Linked DNA regions of Mus musculus: all the other regions are linked to region 1. A link is a contact called in public promoter capture Hi-C data. All regions are on one chromosome and are shown on one strand. Each heading gives the region's core, a stretch centred on a gene start, on an enhancer-like site or on the middle of the called end of the contact. The rest is flanking DNA. Distances are from core to core; before and after follow the strand shown.

The links. Promoter capture Hi-C pulls out the DNA fragments that hold promoters and counts their contacts.
Region 2: a promoter capture Hi-C map of pre-B cells shows a contact between it and region 1, with 5 times the contacts expected there. The contact joins the promoter of Eri1 here to the promoter of Ubxn8 in region 1. A contact is called at or near these places in 2 of 39 promoter capture datasets (liver and pre-B cells) and 2 of 9 other capture datasets (adipose tissue and liver).
Region 3: a promoter capture Hi-C map of hippocampal neurons shows a contact between it and region 1, with 2.3 times the contacts expected there. The contact joins the promoter of Nrg1 here to the promoter of Ubxn8 in region 1. A contact is called at or near these places in 1 of 39 promoter capture datasets (hippocampal neurons) and 3 of 115 datasets of contacts at active chromatin or transcription factors (the NIH/3T3 cell line, acute myeloid leukemia and embryonic forebrain).
Region 4: a contact with region 1 is called in a promoter capture Hi-C map of the 3T3-L1 cell line, with 6 times the contacts expected there. The contact joins the enhancer-like site here to the promoter of Ubxn8 in region 1. A contact is called at or near these places in 5 of 39 promoter capture datasets (the 3T3-L1 cell line, cranial neural crest, frontonasal cranial neural crest and 1 more) and 3 of 115 datasets of contacts at active chromatin or transcription factors (astrocytes, embryonic forebrain and extraembryonic endoderm stem cells).
Region 5: a contact with region 1 is called in a promoter capture Hi-C map of pre-B cells, with 3 times the contacts expected there. The contact joins the promoter of Dusp4 here to the promoter of Ubxn8 in region 1. A contact is called at or near these places in 2 of 39 promoter capture datasets (the C10 cell line and pre-B cells), 1 of 115 datasets of contacts at active chromatin or transcription factors (pancreatic cancer cells) and 1 of 9 other capture datasets (adipose tissue).

The regions. Positions count from the first base shown.
Region 1 is chr8:33,640,583-33,643,603 of GRCm38.p6, reverse strand. Ubxn8 (UBX domain protein 8) reads left to right here and starts at 1,628. Exons shown (of 8, transcript NM_178648.2): 1 at 1,628-1,754. The coding sequence starts at 1,667.
Region 2 is chr8:35,493,938-35,496,958 of GRCm38.p6, reverse strand. Eri1 (exoribonuclease 1) reads left to right here and starts at 1,426. Exons shown (of 7, transcript NM_026067.3): 1 at 1,426-1,687. The coding sequence starts at 1,592. Gm51568 (a long non-coding RNA gene) reads right to left here and starts at 1,433. Exons shown (of 2, transcript XR_003947532.1): 1 at 1-1,433.
Region 3 is chr8:31,917,338-31,920,358 of GRCm38.p6, reverse strand. Nrg1 (neuregulin 1) reads left to right here and starts at 1,516. Exons shown (of 10, transcript NM_001364423.1): 1 at 1,516-2,822. The coding sequence starts at 2,156. It overlaps Gm33223 (a long non-coding RNA gene), which reads right to left and starts at 805. Exons shown (of 2, transcript XR_378857.2): 1 at 759-805; 2 at 1-160.
Region 4 is chr8:32,014,586-32,017,606 of GRCm38.p6, reverse strand. It overlaps Gm26578 (a long non-coding RNA gene), which reads right to left. Exons shown (of 3, transcript XR_870305.3): 2 at 2,334-2,393; 3 at 1-1,535. It also overlaps a transcript of Nrg1 not described here. Among named protein-coding and RNA genes, the nearest start is that of Gm26578, 6.2 kb to the right of the region's middle. Within about 2 kb of position 1,431, at least 4 of the 459 cell types and tissues checked have an H3K27ac peak or open chromatin away from gene starts, as enhancers often do.
Region 5 is chr8:34,806,148-34,809,168 of GRCm38.p6, reverse strand. It overlaps Dusp4 (dual specificity phosphatase 4), which reads right to left and starts at 1,559. Exons shown (of 4, transcript NM_176933.4): 1 at 996-1,559. The coding sequence starts at 1,440.

The sequences.
Region 1 (3,021 bases), core at 379-2,878:
CATCTGGATCCACACCTTTCCTGTCAATATGAAACAGGCTTCTAAAGGATAATTAAAATAGAACTAATACATCAGAATCAGAGAAAACAGACGGAAGGGGAAGAGCCCAAGAGAGAGTGTAAGAATCAAAGCCTCATGTTGGCACACTTGGGAATGCCATAAAAACACTAAACTGGAAGCCATAATATATACACAAAGGAACTTTAGGGTAAAAGGAGGTTAAAAAAAAAAAAAAGGCAGGACTCTGACATGACATTTCAAGAGCAGGAACCTCTAAGGTTGTATTGGCCATCCACTGCTGGCCATTCAGTCTACCATCGCAAATGTTTTTCAAGTGAGCCTTCCCTGGAGAGAGAATTTACTTTTTCAAGTGGTTATCAGTTGGAGATAGTGGCTGGATTAAGGATGGGGATAGCTGTCTACTTCTTTGGGCTCTAGGAGCTTATCGGTGAAGATCCACACAGGCTCTGTGCATGCTGCCTCAGTTCACTGAGTTCACATATTTATCGATCTTTTTTGCTTTGGAGGGCCTTGTTTTCTCCGTGCCCTTCATCCCTTTTGCTCTTACTCTTTCTGCCTCTGCTCCTTTGGGGTTCCCTAAGGGGAGGGTTTCATATTCACCCATTTAGGGCTCACTGTTCCAAGGTCTTGGACGCTCCTCTGTATACTTTTTTTTTCTTTTGTTTTTTTCAATCAGGGTTTCTCTGTGCAGTCCTGGAACTCACTCTGTAGACCAGGCTGGCCTTGAACTCAGAGATCCATCTGCCACTGCCTCCCTAGTGCTGTGGTTAAAAGTGTCCGAAGTCCAAACTCCAAACCTTCACACTTTAGTCACTATCTCCTCAGGAAATTCTTCTCCACACTGCAGAACGTGGTTCTGTAGCACTCTATACAGACATTCCTATCATGGCACCAGACATCAGATAGTCTCTGTACAGGACATGTATCCCAGGGCTGAGTTTGTTTAGGACAAATTCAGTAACTTACACATACTTGGAACTTAAGCTAAACTGAAGAGCGACTGGGGGTATTGATGGTTGAGGACTTGCCAAGTTGGGAATCTTGTCAGTGGGAAGGCCCTCCATTCCTGAACTCTAAGTTACCAGAGCTGAGTCATGGAGTGGCAGGGAAGTCACTGTGAGGCCAACGTTAAGTCATAACTGTAACACGTGTAGGCATTGACAGGGAGAACAGTGAGTGGGGGGCAGGTCTAGGGAACTCTCCACGCGGGTGTGGGGCAGGAACAGGCACTAGGGAGCAGACCCCACTTTTAAGCTTCCCGCAGGACCTGTTAGGAAGAGAAGATGCTTAGTAACTAGTTAGCTAAGAACCAAACGCCCTGTTACCCCCAAGGGACACAAGGCCACCGGGCCTCGCAGCGTCAACCGCCCCTTTTAAGTCATTTCAGTCTTCTGAGCACCATCTTTTAGACCTGCACAGTCTGATAAGCCACTGTCATCGTGACCAGCCTCAGATCCACAGGACAGGGACCGTCCCAGCCGAAGGAGATGACCCGCGCCGTCTGAGCAATCGCATCCGGGCCCGCGCCCCAGCCTCAGGGCACAGCATCCTCCCTCCATTCCTCCCAGCCCGAGGCCTCCGGGGCGAGCTCGCGGAAGGCACGGCCGGAAGGGGCGGGCACTGCGCCCAGCGAGCCCTCCGCGCCATGGCTTCTCGTGGCGTCGTGGGCCTTTTCTTGCTCTCTGCTCTCCCTCTCTTGTGTCTGGAGCTCCGGCGCGGGATCCCGAGTCTCGGTAAGTGTTGCCTTTCTCCTCTCGGTGCTCCCAGCTGGAGTGTTGTCACCTGAGCGGCGCGGACCTCCGCGCGCTTTTGACTACAATCCCCAGAATCCATCGCGCCCGCCCCTCTTCCGGAACCGCCTCCATTTCCGCGGGAAAAAGTTCTCTTGATCTCTGGCCAGGGTCGGCTTGGAAAGGGACCCGAGTGAGAAGCGCAGGGACAGATAGGAACTGTTTCGCCTCTAAGAGTAATGAGAGCCGGAAGTAAATAAGCTGATAGCTGAGCCATGTTTCAGGTGAAAGCCTTTGTGTCATGATCAAGGAATGGATGAAAGGGAGTCCCCAAGTACCATTTCTGAGAATCTTATTCTAAGTCAGACCCTGTTTGCAATCTCACTCTCCACTACTGCCACAACGACTTGTAGGTACTGTTAGCCTAAAAAACAGCGCTCTGCCCCAGAGCAGGTCAGAGTTTATTTTGGAATCGAATCTAAATGTCCGTGGTGTTCTGAGAATACGGATTTGGGTTACTTCAAATTCTCGGTTCCACGGTTCCAAAAGTTTTTATTGTAACAGCCAAAAAAATGTCACAAAACACCTTAAATATATGTAGGTCCATCAGGGAGATGAGTTACAGCAACGTGTAGGAAAACCTCTCGCAGAGGGCTCAGGTGCTCACAAAATAAACTTTTGGATTGGTAGAAGGTTGTGGGCTAAGTTAATATATTGTGTAGGTTCCATGTGATAGGCATAGTTAGGTCAGGCATATAGGTGAACAATGAGTGACTATTAAGTGGGCTAATTAAAGCCCATAATAATCCATGGTTAGGCTCTGGACCTGCAACATTTGAACCATTCCATAGTCTAAAAAGTTCTTATCAGTTAATCACCTTCTGTAGAACATAAAAGTAAGGGGATACTTGAGTTTACAGTACTGTTAAAATCTTTACATTTGAGAGCACTGTGATTTATTGAGGACGATCAGTGACTAATTGGAGGTGGTTTTGATTTTTTTTTAAGATTTATTTATTATATGTAAGTACACACAGTAGCTGTCTTCAGACACACCAGAAGAGGGCGTTAGATCTCATTATGAATGGTTGTGGGCCACCATGTGGTTGCTGGGAATTGAACTTAGGACCTTTGGAAGAGCAGTCAGTGCTCTTAACTGCTTAGCCATCTCTCCAGCTCTTTCCTTTCTTTTTCTTTCTTTCTTTCTTTCTTTCTTTCTTTTCTTTTCTTTTCTTTTCTTTTCTTTTCTTTTCTTTTCTTTTCTTTTCTT
Region 2 (3,021 bases), core at 177-2,676, 1.9 Mb before region 1:
TTTTAAAAATAAGCAAGCAGAATTTGAGACTGGAAAAGTGATTTTTCTTCTTTTTATGGTTAGATGCACTGGCTGCCTTTTTAGAGACCCCGGTTCAATCGCCAGTGTGTGAGAAATACCAAGTAAGAGTCTTGTCTTATGACAAGTGTTTAACCATGACCAAGGCAACTCTTAGAAGGATAGCGTTTAATTGGGGCTGGCTTATAGGTTCAGAGGTTCAGTCCATTATCATCAAAGTGGGAGCATGGCACCATCCAGGCAGGCATGGTACAGGAGAAGCTGAGAGTTCAACATCTTGCTCCAAATGCAAACAGGAGAAGACTGACTTTCAGGCAGCCAGCATGAATGAGGGTCTTAAAGCTCATGCCCACAGTGACAGACTTCCTCCAACAAGGCCACATCTACTAATAGTGCCACTCCCTGGGCCAAGCATATTTAAACCACCACAAGTCTTTTCTATGGATACTATAAAACTTGGGTTTAAGACAAAGAATTGAAATCTTTTTATCTTCCTCCACCTTGTGAGACTTTTAATGAAAATGTTTCGATCCTTCAGATCCAGAAAAACTACTGTTTACTCAAAGAACTGCTCCTTTATTCCAATGGCCCCTTTCCCCATCCTCCACTTCCTGTGCACCAATTCTTTTCAGACTAGCCAATCAAATCAGGCTGTGAAACAACGGGACCTCAAATCAGGAGGAAGAGACACACACAGGCCACACCCTAAGTTAAAATAATCACCAAACACACTTCCTGACTTGTATGTATTCACTCTTCGAGCATACCCGCTTGATAAAGAGTAAAGTTCATCTTGCCCAGACACTTAAGTTGGAATGGTAGTTTCTTCCTTCGCCTCTCAAAAACACCCACATGGCAACTCCCATGTTGGGTTCTAACTCCAATCCCAGGGACAACGCTCTCTTCAGCCTCCCTGGGGTACTGCACACACGCGGTGCAGACATGCTCGCAGGTAAAACACCCATAAACACAAGGGGGGGGGGTGGAGACGAATGAAAATGATTTTTAAAAACGTCCCCAAATGCCAAACAGCATTGGAAAGGATGCAATCCTGTAGATTTCAGCGTTGTGGAATCTAGACCCTAGGAACGCATCTGCAGAAGGGCATACATAGACTACACTGGTCGTTGTCAAAGCAGCTTCTGCTACAGTGGGGGAAAAAAAGTAAATAGATTTTGAGTTACTGGGAGGAAAGACCTTAGAACTTGCAGCAAACACTAATTAGGGCAGCTTCACGCGCGCATCCCAGGCAACCGGCGCAGCACCATTTTCGAACCTGCGGGCTACCCACGCCCACTTCCCCAAATCGCTCGCCTCCCGGGCTCTCTCCCGCCGCCGTCCTACCGCGCGCGCGCGGGGAGAAAAAGGAGGGGACCCGCCCACTGCGCCTGCGCGGCGTGACAACGCCACACGCTCCCGGAAGTAGGAGGCGTCCGGCGGAGTTTGTGTGGCGGCCGCCGCGGGAACGTGAAGCGCGGTAGTTTTTCAAGGGAGAGAGCGAGGCGGCTTCCCGCGGGTCTCGGTGGACCGACAGTGAGCGTCCGCGGCCGTCTCGCGGCCCGCGAGAGGCGGCATGGAGGACGAGCGGGGCCGGGAGCGTGGCGGCGACGCGGCGCAGCAGAAGACGCCGCGGCCGGAGTGTGAGGAGTCCCGGCCGCTGAGCGTGGAGGTGAGGTCGGGAGCTCGCGCGCGCGTGCGGGGCGGCCTCGCTCGCTCCCCTGCTCCGTCCTAGTCGGGGCGAGCATCGTCGGCCTCGAGAGGGAGGAGGTCAGGCGGGAAGTTCCGAGTGAGAATTCCGCGTAAACATTCGGCGCGCGCGGGCGCACTGCCGTTCCATCAGCCCCGTGGCGCTGATTGGCTGGGTTCTCTCCAGCGCCCACCCTCCCCGCCAGATGCGGCGGCAAGCCTTTCGGGGTGCTCGGACAGCCCGTGTCTTCCCAGCCCCAGACGGCCCACTGCCCTCTGCACCCCGAGGTGCATCTGTTCCCGAGAGGACCCTCCCCCGGTCTTTCCCCGTCCCCTACTGTCTCGCCCAGAACCCTGCCACGACCGGCTTTCTAAGTGATTTGCTACTTCCTCACGGCATGGGCAAGATCAGGAGATGATCCCCGGACTTCTGTTTTTCATCTTGATGAATTAGTGTTGGCTAGCGCCGCGGGTTGTGAGCGAGATGCTAAATTCTGTCGCTTTTTCGTAAGAGGAGTTGAGTACTGACACCCAGGTTATTCATTCATTGGCAGGGTAGAGAGATAGATGGCTTGGGTGTGAAAGGCTAGGCTCAAAAACCAAAATGTCAGAAGGTGGGTATTCCATAGAGGCGTCCCAATGCCTTTATTCTTTCCATTTACACCTTCGTGTAGTAGCCAGAATAGCCTTTTAAATATTATTTTTTAAAATGTGTGTGTGTGCGCAGGTGCCTCTGAAGACCAGGAAAGGAGGTATGGGTCTTGGGGAAGAGCAGAGTTTGTTCTTCATGGTTAAGCTGTCTATCAGGCCTCTAGAGTTTCCTTTTGACAGTCTGTGCCGAGGTTGCGCTGCGCATTCCGTGCCTTCTTCAGTTTGCCCCTCTGCTCAGTTCATATACACATCTTCGTCCACTCTGGCTTCCTTGTGTTCTTTTATCGTGGAGTGTTTTGTAACGTAAGGATCTTGTGCTCCTCTTGTCCGGAGCATGCTTCTCTGGATCTTTCCAGATTATTCCCTTTGTTGGTAGGTACTTTGGAAGGCTGAAGACGCTTCCATCTGCCCTCTCTGGAAAGATGCCCCTTTCATTTTAACATACGTTGTTGACAATATCATCTAAGTCGGTTCGAAAGCTAATTTTAATTTGCAGAGCGTTTTCTAAGAGAAGTTGAATATACTTCATTGTCTTTCAGAGTCCTGAAACTTTGAGATAGAATGCTTTGAAGGCCTGGATCTGTGTTCAGATGGATTTTTTTTTTTTTTTTGAAACTACTTTGTTCAAGTTTTTTGTTGTTGTTGTTTTTGAGATTTAGCTAGTAA
Region 3 (3,021 bases), core at 267-2,766, 1.7 Mb after region 1:
ATGGACACAGTTCCTTGGAAGTCATTTGGTTCCTTGGAAGAGTGGCTTAAATGTTCAGATGCACAGACAGACACTGGAACACCACGGAATGTTCCCTGGAGCCTGTGCTCTCTCTTACAGTGAGTTTCTTCCATTTCTTCCAGTACTTCAAGTCCTGTTTCTAAACAAACAAACAAACAAACAAACAAACAAAAATCAGCATGGAAGCTATCTGTAAATCACAGTTTCTGAAACCTAATCCACAAGGCACGCTCTGATTGAAAATTCTCAATACTGGCAGTGCGATTATAGCTGAGGAGATGTGGTGTGTATTACAGTGCCCAGGGAATTCAAGCCTCCTCTGCAGTGTGGAGTCAACATGAAAGGCTAATTTGAAAATGAAGCGGTAGATAGCGTAAGTGTTCCTCTTAGGTTGACATTATTCTAGCTTACTCTGGATGGAATAAGGAGGACTCAAATGTAAAGAGCAGGAAGACACTCGGGACTTTTCCCCTTCCCCCACCCCCCCTCACACCCCGCCCCGCCCCCGCACACACTCAGCATTTCGCTCTGAGCATTGAAAAAGTCTTTAGCCACAAGAAGGTGGCTGAAGGAAGAAGGCAGAGCTGTCCATGGTTTAGAAACAGTGCTCTAACTGCTGGTTGAAAACCGGGTAATAAGAGTCCTGTTAGTGAACAAAACTTATTAGAGAACTGGCTACGGAAGGAAGGAATGCCGCTGAACAGCAGGCAGGAAGAAATTGCTGTTGAAAAGCCTACCTCTCTGGGGAGGAGTCAGAGATCAGACTTTGCCAAGCCTCAGGTCTAACCCAGAAGGTCCCCACCTCCACCCCCCACCCCATCCCCCTCCATCCCAGCTTTGTTAGATTGCTAGCATCATCGATCCCTGGCTTTTTCTGACCCCACAGTGGGTGAAGAGGAGAGAGCCAGCAAGACTGAAAGCAAGCAAGGTGGAGTGTGGGATGGGAGACTGGGGCCTGCTTTGGTAGAGGGAAATTAGAAGGGGGGGGGGGGGAGGAGGCCGGGGGAGACCCAGTTTAGCTGGTTCCCGGCTGCTTCTCTTTTCTCTGGCCTTTATTCCTTGTAATTGGATAAAATAGGAACTCACTGGCGGACCTGCGTTGCTGGGTATACTGTACTTATTAGAGACCAGCTAGCAGTAGAGTGGGGACTGGGGGTGCGGGGCACAGGGGAGGGAGGGAGGGAGGGAGGGAGGGAGGGAGAGGGAGAGAGAGAGAGAGAGAGAGAGAGAGAGAGAGAGAGAGAGAGAGAGAGAGAGAGAGAGAGAGAGAGAGAGAGAGAGAGAGAGAGAGAGAGAGAGAGAGAGAATATATCTTTAGGAGGAGGAGGAGGGAAGAAGAGAAAGAAGCTATGAAGAAGGAAGATTGCAGAGGAAAAAGTGACTGAGCGCAAGAAGGACAAAGAGGAGTGGTTGGGGGTGGGGGTGGAGGCAGGGCGGGGAAGGGAGTTACCGCCCCTCCTGGCTCCTCCTGCCCTCGCATCCTTGTGCAATGGTACTGTTTGCCGTGATGCTCAGAGGGCAGGCACCTGCTGCTCTGTAATGATTCAGCCTCTTTCAGCCGCTGCGTTAACACGACAGGATGCTGTTGCTACTGTCGCTGCTGCCCCTCCTGCCGCCGCCGCTGCTGCTGCCGCCGCCTCCTCTGGTCTTGCTTTTGCTTTTACTTCTCCTGCATGACAGTTGTTTTCTTCCTCTAAGCAGACACCAGCTTCAGACGCTTGAGGTGAGAAACATGCCTTTCAGTTTGGGATACTGGTTTACTTAATCAGCTAGGCATCAGCTTGCTTCCTCTTTTGGTCCCCTGCCTTCTTGAACCAACCGGGATGGTTTGGAGAAGCCTTTGAAAGAACTGAAAAAGTGTCCCAGAAACAACAGCTCAAGATATTTCGGTACACTTCTATTTCATAGTTGCTAGAAGCCCTTCCTTTTTCGTTTCTTTTTCTTTTTTTTTTTTTCCTTTTTTTTTTTTTTTATCTTTTTCTTGCTTCCTCTTAAGCTCTCTTACTTTGGATAATGGCCTTGGACTTGGGTGCCTTATCGATTTCCCCCTTCAAGATGCTGTATCATTTGGTTGGGGGGAGCTCTGCATGGTAATGCACTGTGAGAGAGGCCGGGCCTTCTGGAGGTGATCCGGATGGAGATTTATCCCCCAGACATGTCTGAGGGAGCTGGCGGGAGGTCCTCCAGCCCCTCCACTCAGCTGAGTGCAGACCCATCTCTCGATGGGCTTCCGGCAGCGGAACATATGCCAGACACCCACACAGAAGATGGGAGAAGCCCTGGACTCCTGGGCCTGGCCGTGCCCTGCTGTGTCTGCCTGGAAGCGGAGCGTCTCAGAGGGTGCCTCAACTCCGAGAAGATCTGCATTGTTCCCATTCTGGCTTGTCTAGTAAGCCTCTGCCTCTGCATTGCTGGCCTAAAGTGGGTATTTGTGGACAAGATATTCGAATACGACTCTCCTACCCACCTTGACCCTGGGGGGTTAGGCCAGGACCCTGTTATTTCTCTGGATCCAACGGCTGCCTCCGCTGTTCTGGTCTCATCCGAGGCATACACTTCACCTGTCTCTAAGGCTCAGTCTGAAGCCGAGGCTCATGTTACAGGGCAAGGTGACCATGTCGCTGTGGCCTCTGAACCTTCCGCAGTACCCACCCGGAAGAACCGGCTGTCTGCTTTTCCTCCCTTACACTCCACTCCACCGCCCTTCCCTTCTCCAGCTCGGACCCCTGAGGTGAGAACACCCAAGTCAGGAACTCAGCCACAAACAACAGAAACTAATCTGCAAACTGCTCCTAAACTTTGTAAGTAGTGAGAGAAAGAAAGGCGATGGTGGCTTAAAAGAAAGGGTGGGAGGGAACTTCCAGAAGGCAAACTCTAGAGGGTTAGCTTTTTCCTTTGAGTTTGCATTTTAACCGGGAGGTTTTATTTGGTGAATCACGTGACAGGGAAAAAAAAACAAAATAAAGCAATTTTATAAACTCCTAGGATGAATCAGGTCTT
Region 4 (3,021 bases), core at 182-2,681, 1.6 Mb after region 1:
GAATGATGCTTGTAACATCATGGAGAAGATGGGGATTCAGGGTGTCGTGGTACTGCAGTGGGCAGGACAGGGGCTCTCAAGGAGGCACAGAATCCCCTGGTAATGGTTTAATGAAAAGGAGGTAGGTACTAGAGGAAAAAGGGACATTTTAAAAGTGAGTTAACATAGGCTGTCAGTTATGTTTCATACATGGGAGAGCTGCATAGAACCAAACCCATAATCCCCATAATACAGACATGCTGATACCTTCTATTAAATAGAAAGCCCAGGAAATTGCTGACCCAGCATGTGCTGTTCCTTGAATTTGTGTGTGTGTGTGTGTGTGTGTGTGTGTGTGTATGTGTGTGTGTGTGTGTCCACAGAGGACAGAAGAGGGTTTTATATTTCTCCTAGAACTGGATTTGCAGTCACTTGTGAAGTGCTGGATGCAGGTTCTGGGAGTCACAATCTGTTTTTTTCTAGAACAGCAAGTGTCCATCATACGGAGCCATTTCTTCCGCCACAGGGATGTGCTCATTGTCATGAAAATAATGATTTGTCATGTGACTCTGTAGCACCTTCTAGAAATATCAACAATGAGGGAAAAGTGGGGTCAAACTATCCTAATATAGGAGAAAAGCTACAAATAGCTTTTCTCTTCCCCACGGCCAAACCAGGGTTAGTTTGGGTCAGTCTCACAGATACGAGTCTCACAGAACTAAAACCATCTGGGTGTATGGGTATAGTGTTTTATGGGATCCCAACATAGTGTGGTACAATCTGGAGCCAAAGAAATGTCACTGGGAAATACTAATTCTGAACGTGTTCTTGTGCAGTCATTTGAATAGCTAGAGTAAACTTTAGGATTCCTGTATACTGGATATTATCCTAGGTGAGAGTAAAACTTACTGTGCCTTATGACTGAGGTATGTTCAAGGCTGGGCATGCAGTCAAGTGGCAGAGTGCTTGCCCTACCATGTACAAATCCCAAGCAACACACACACACACATGCACACACACGTACACACTGATAGATGCACAAGTGAACAGGTAATTTCATCTTGTACCTTTGGGGATGAGTTGGAACAAACTCAGTCTTTATGATCAAGCAGAAAAGACAACACTTTAATACTTTCCATATGAATATTATCTCCTGCATGGTTGCTCTAGTTTTTGTACTTTCTTCTCTTTTCTTTTCTTTTCTTTTCTTTTCTGTTTTTTTTTTTGACATTCACTTGGTTTCTGTCAAGTTGGTTAATTGTCTTACTAAATCACCTGTAAAAGATAGCTTACCTCCTTGTTGTTAATACTTGTAAAACTCTTTTCCCAAATGAATGAGGTTTGAAAGACATACATGCTTTTAATATACCCACCCAGAAGAATTCCCTATGTACAGAGTGTTGAAAGTTGGTCTGTTGTAGAGTACGCTGACTTCCAGGCCTAGATTCAGGCTGGAGATGACTGGAATATTCCACTGAGAACTTCACTCTTGGCTTAGCTGGGAACTAAACATCCCTCAGCATGTCAGATGTTTGAAGCATTGGGCCCAGGAGACACTGAAATGCAGAATGGTCATTTTCATAGATTTTAGTAAGAAACCTCAAATTATGTGTGAAAGATGTAAAAATACTTGTGGTATTATTCCTTGCCTGGTCCAGAAGTTGGAAGAGTGTGAGCCAGCTCCTTATTCCATGTAGCCCAGCTATCCTAATAACATTTTCAAGTAATTTCCTATAATCTGTTTTAGAATGCTTCCTACCAGGTGTCTTTTATGGAACCTACAGAAAGGAATTGACCTGCTAAATTGCTCTTGCTGTTCAAATATTTGACATACTAATTCATCACTCACAGCGTTTAATTTATATTTTAGCATCATTATAAATTTAATAGGGAGGACTCTTTTCCCAGGCACGGGAAAGTGTATTTCAAAGGAAAGAAATGTTAACCTTGGAGAGGATCTTGTGGGCTGATGTTTAAAAGCCATCAAGCCATGTGATTTCTCTCTTGGATATTTGTTAAATGCACACAGAGTCTGAGCTATAAGAATGCACAGAGAAGCCCATTTTTATCTGCTGTGTGCATAAGGACAGTGGGTAAGAGCAGAATGTAAAGAGGACTTCCAGCTGAACTCCAAGGTGTTTCCAAGGCAGCCAGGGAGAGTCACTTGATTCAGTGATTAGATGGAGGCAGACCACTGTTGTGTGGAGTGAGAAGTAAGCTGGTGGAAAGAGAAGCTGTACATCCCAGGCTTGGAGCAAGGAGAGGTCATTAAGCCTGCTCACGAGGCTGTGTTTGTAGATTTAGACCAAGGGAATGGACAGAGCCAGGAATCATAGCACACAGGTGAAACTCACAAAGGCGATTTAAAGAAAACACCTTGACATTCTGTCATTCTGTGCAAGCCGCCTTCTCACCTGTTGAGAGATGGGAGAGATAAGTGAAGATTTTAATCTTTTTATTTTATTTTTGAATTCTACCTATACTGATCTGTTATTTGATGGGTTATGAGCATGCCTTGTGCCCACAGAGTTCAGAAGAGTTCAGATTCTCTGGCGTGGGAGTTACAGGTGGTTGTGAGCCACCATGTGTGCTGGGTATTGAAATCACGTCCTCTGCAAGGGCAATAAGTGTTCTTAGCTAACTCTTCAGACCAAGAGTTTTATTTTTTGATTTGTTTTTAAAAGGCTTCTTTTTTGTTGGATACGTGGAGGGCTTCTCTATTGTATGCAAGTATATTGGGTTACAACCCCAGCACTGAAATAAATGAAAATAAATCAACTAATAGATTATTTTAACAGAAGTTATCACAAAATGCTATGCTTGATAATTATATACATAATTACCATTTAAAATAAGACCAAGAAGTACATACACAAATGTGTCTTAAGGTCTTATGGGATATGGGAAAGAAATTGTATTGGTTTTAATTTGTTCACTAGTTAACAAACTAAATACTGGCTTAGATCCATGCAGTGTTAGACAAGATTGAACATAAAATAGACTGTCCTCGGGGAGATGCATACCTAGTAGAAGCAGATTATT
Region 5 (3,021 bases), core at 310-2,809, 1.2 Mb before region 1:
TGGAAGCAAAGACCAGACCCGCGCGAAAGAATGCACGGAATGCGGTGGCCGGAGGTAGGGGAGCAGCGCAGCAGGGGGCGCCCGACCCCCCCACACACACACACACCCCGCACCCTACAGTGCTCCCCAACCGGTGGCCGGCACACCGAGCGAGCTGGCAGGTGCGGCGAGCGGTCCCTCCCCTTTGCCAACGTCTGAGATACTGCGCGATCCTTTTGGGGTGTCTGACTTCTCAATGTGACAAGCCACCCTCTCTCCGGCCACCTAATTTCCTACGCCAGGGTTCGCTCGAACCAGGCACGCGCCGCTGGCAGAGTCGAGAATGATGTGTGAACAAAAGGTGGTAACTCTCTGCTCCCGGGATTAGCAGGAGCAGGCGCGGTTGTGCCTGGTGTCCCCCCACCCCCCCAAATACAGCACTTCAGCCTCCCTTAGACCGGGGCAAGTGGGGGTTGGCCGCCATCCAAGAAAGCTCTGAGTTTAGGCAGCGGGGAAAAAAAGAGATAGCTCCCCAGGTCTGCACCCCAATTCTCCTTTCCTCATTGACCGATGTGTATGAACTCCTGAGACAGCTCCTACCCTAGCATTCACCTTCCTTCACCCCCCTCTAGGGTTCCCGGGGTTATACCGAACCAGGCCTCTCTCGTCCCCGTGGGACCTAAGAGCGCGTTCTCAGTACTTGAAGCTGGGCTGCGCAGAGGAACCGCTGCCAGCATCCAGGCCAGAACCGTTCGCGTAAACAAACACGGAAACTCCAAGACGCGTGCGGATTGCAGGTGATTGGGGAAACGCGCCAGCACGGCCTCCCCGGGACTCAGGCTCCAAACCACAGCAAAACCGTTCACACTGACACGCACAAAGACACGCGAGGAAGGGGACTCCAGCACCCCGTAGTCACTCGGGTACTTTCCTCCCAATGCCCAGCAGGGCTCAGGCCGCCAAGTCCCTTACACTACCTACCCTCCCACCTCGCTCTCCCGGGCACCCACGTTTACCTTTAAGCAGGCAGATGTCCGTGCGCTCCGCGTTCCGGCGCAACGCCTGCACGACCAGCGACACCGTGCTGTCCTCCCGGAGACTCTCGGCGCGCGGGCTGCGCTCGTCGTAGACGATGACAGCCGAGTAGAGGCCAGAGCGCAGGCGGGCACGCACCTCTTCCTCGGCGGGCAGGATCTGCTCCAGGCTCACGGAGCCCTTGGCCCTCCGCCGCACGATGGTATTGCAGCGCACGTTCACCGAGCCTCGGATGTAGCCCGCGCTGTGAGCCAGAAACGGCCTGCAGTCCAGCAGCAGGCACTTGCCGCCGCTCAGCAGCCCCAAGGCGCCGTGGCTGCCGCTGCCGTTGCCGCCCGCGCTGCCGCCGCCGCCGTTCTCATCCCGGTTCATCAGCCTTTTGAGCACGCTGCAGTCCATCTCCCGCAGTTCCTCCATCGTCACCATGTCGCCGGCAAAACGCAGTAAGCTGGGGAGCTAGCTGGAGAAGGCCAAGGGCACCGGAGCCAGCTAGGCTAACAAGAAGGAACCAGGCGAGGGCTAAGAGGGCGCCTGCAGAAGTGACCCGCAAACTTGGCCCCAGGCTCTTCTCCCTCTAACACCCCTGCTTCCACCTCCCGCAGCCTCAACGTTACATAGCAGTCCCAGCCTTCTCTGGCGCCAAAGCTGGCGGGCGCGCGGCACCCGGGGCAAGCGATCGAGCAGGGGAGTGTGTTTACGAGAGAGGGCTCCTCTCGGTTTGTCGCCTCTGGTGTGTTTTGCTAGCTAGGGCTGCTTCTGCCGTGGGCTCCGCCGTTTCCCCCACCGCTGCACCGCCGGAGCTGCACGCACTGCCCCAGCCAGAGTTTCCTCCTCTGGCTTAGAGATTTATTAATGCTCGCCGGCTCTCCCGGGGGAGGGAAGAGTCATTACTACCTCGCCAGGCCCCGCCCCCAACGCAAGCTTCCCGCCCCGCCCCCACCCCGGCTCGTGAATGGAGCGCCGGCCCCCTCGCACCCAGTCACGGGGACTCGACGTCACAAAGAGAGGAGTAAACAGGGCGCTCGGTGCTGGCTGCCAGGCCCATTCATAAAACGGAGACCTAGAGGAAGAAAAGGAGGCAGCCTCCGACCCGCCCGCGAGCCGGCGGCTCGGGGACTTTGTGAATGGAGCCGCGGCGCGGTGCCCTGTCCTTCCTCAGCCCCGGAGCGCGGCGATCCTGGTAGAGATCGTTGCGGGTGGCGACGCGGGGCCTTACTGAGGCCTGGGCTCTCCGTGTGGAGGTCTTCACCCCTGCGCTCCCCCCCACCCCCCCGGCCTCCCCAGTCTTCGAGGTCTCGCTCCTGCAGCTCCGAGAAACCTGACACTGTGCGGCTGCCACCCCGTAGGGCTTGGGGACCTCTCCTCGCCGGACTTAATCTCGTTCTTCGTGCCCGGCCGGTTGTGTTTTGTCTTTGTTTTTTTCCATGCGATTCCCCGGACTTAGTTTATACATTAGCGTGATCGATTTCCATCCCGAGCTATTACATCTGGTTTATAGCTTCCCGCGGAACCTGGGCCAACGCAGATTTAGAAAGATGAAAGGGAAGGCCCTCGCGCCGAAGCCCAATAACAAAAGAGAGGTGGAGGGGTTTGTTACTTTACAACCCAGAGGGGGGCGTTAATTGGCCGAATGCTGTGCCCGTGCAAGAGAATGGGAGGCACTCGGGCCCAAGCTTCCTAAAACCTGCTTTTTTAACCATGGGGGGGGGGGGGGGGAATACCCGGAGGTTTTCCTCTTTGGTGGGAGTCCTCGCTTCCCTCCTCACACGCAACGTCCTCTAAGGAAATGACGGTTAAGGTCTACATTTGGTACGAAGGAAAAGATGCTGAAAAGTGCCCATGGGAAGAATGACCTTTTATAAAAGCAAATGTAATAAGCTAGGAGACGATTCGAGTTTCCGCATCCCTCTTTCCAGGTCACGTAGCATCTGCCACCCCCCATTTTACTTTCGGGGGGGGAGCATTTAATTTCCCAAGGGCTCGATTTTGGCAAGAGAGGAGGTTATG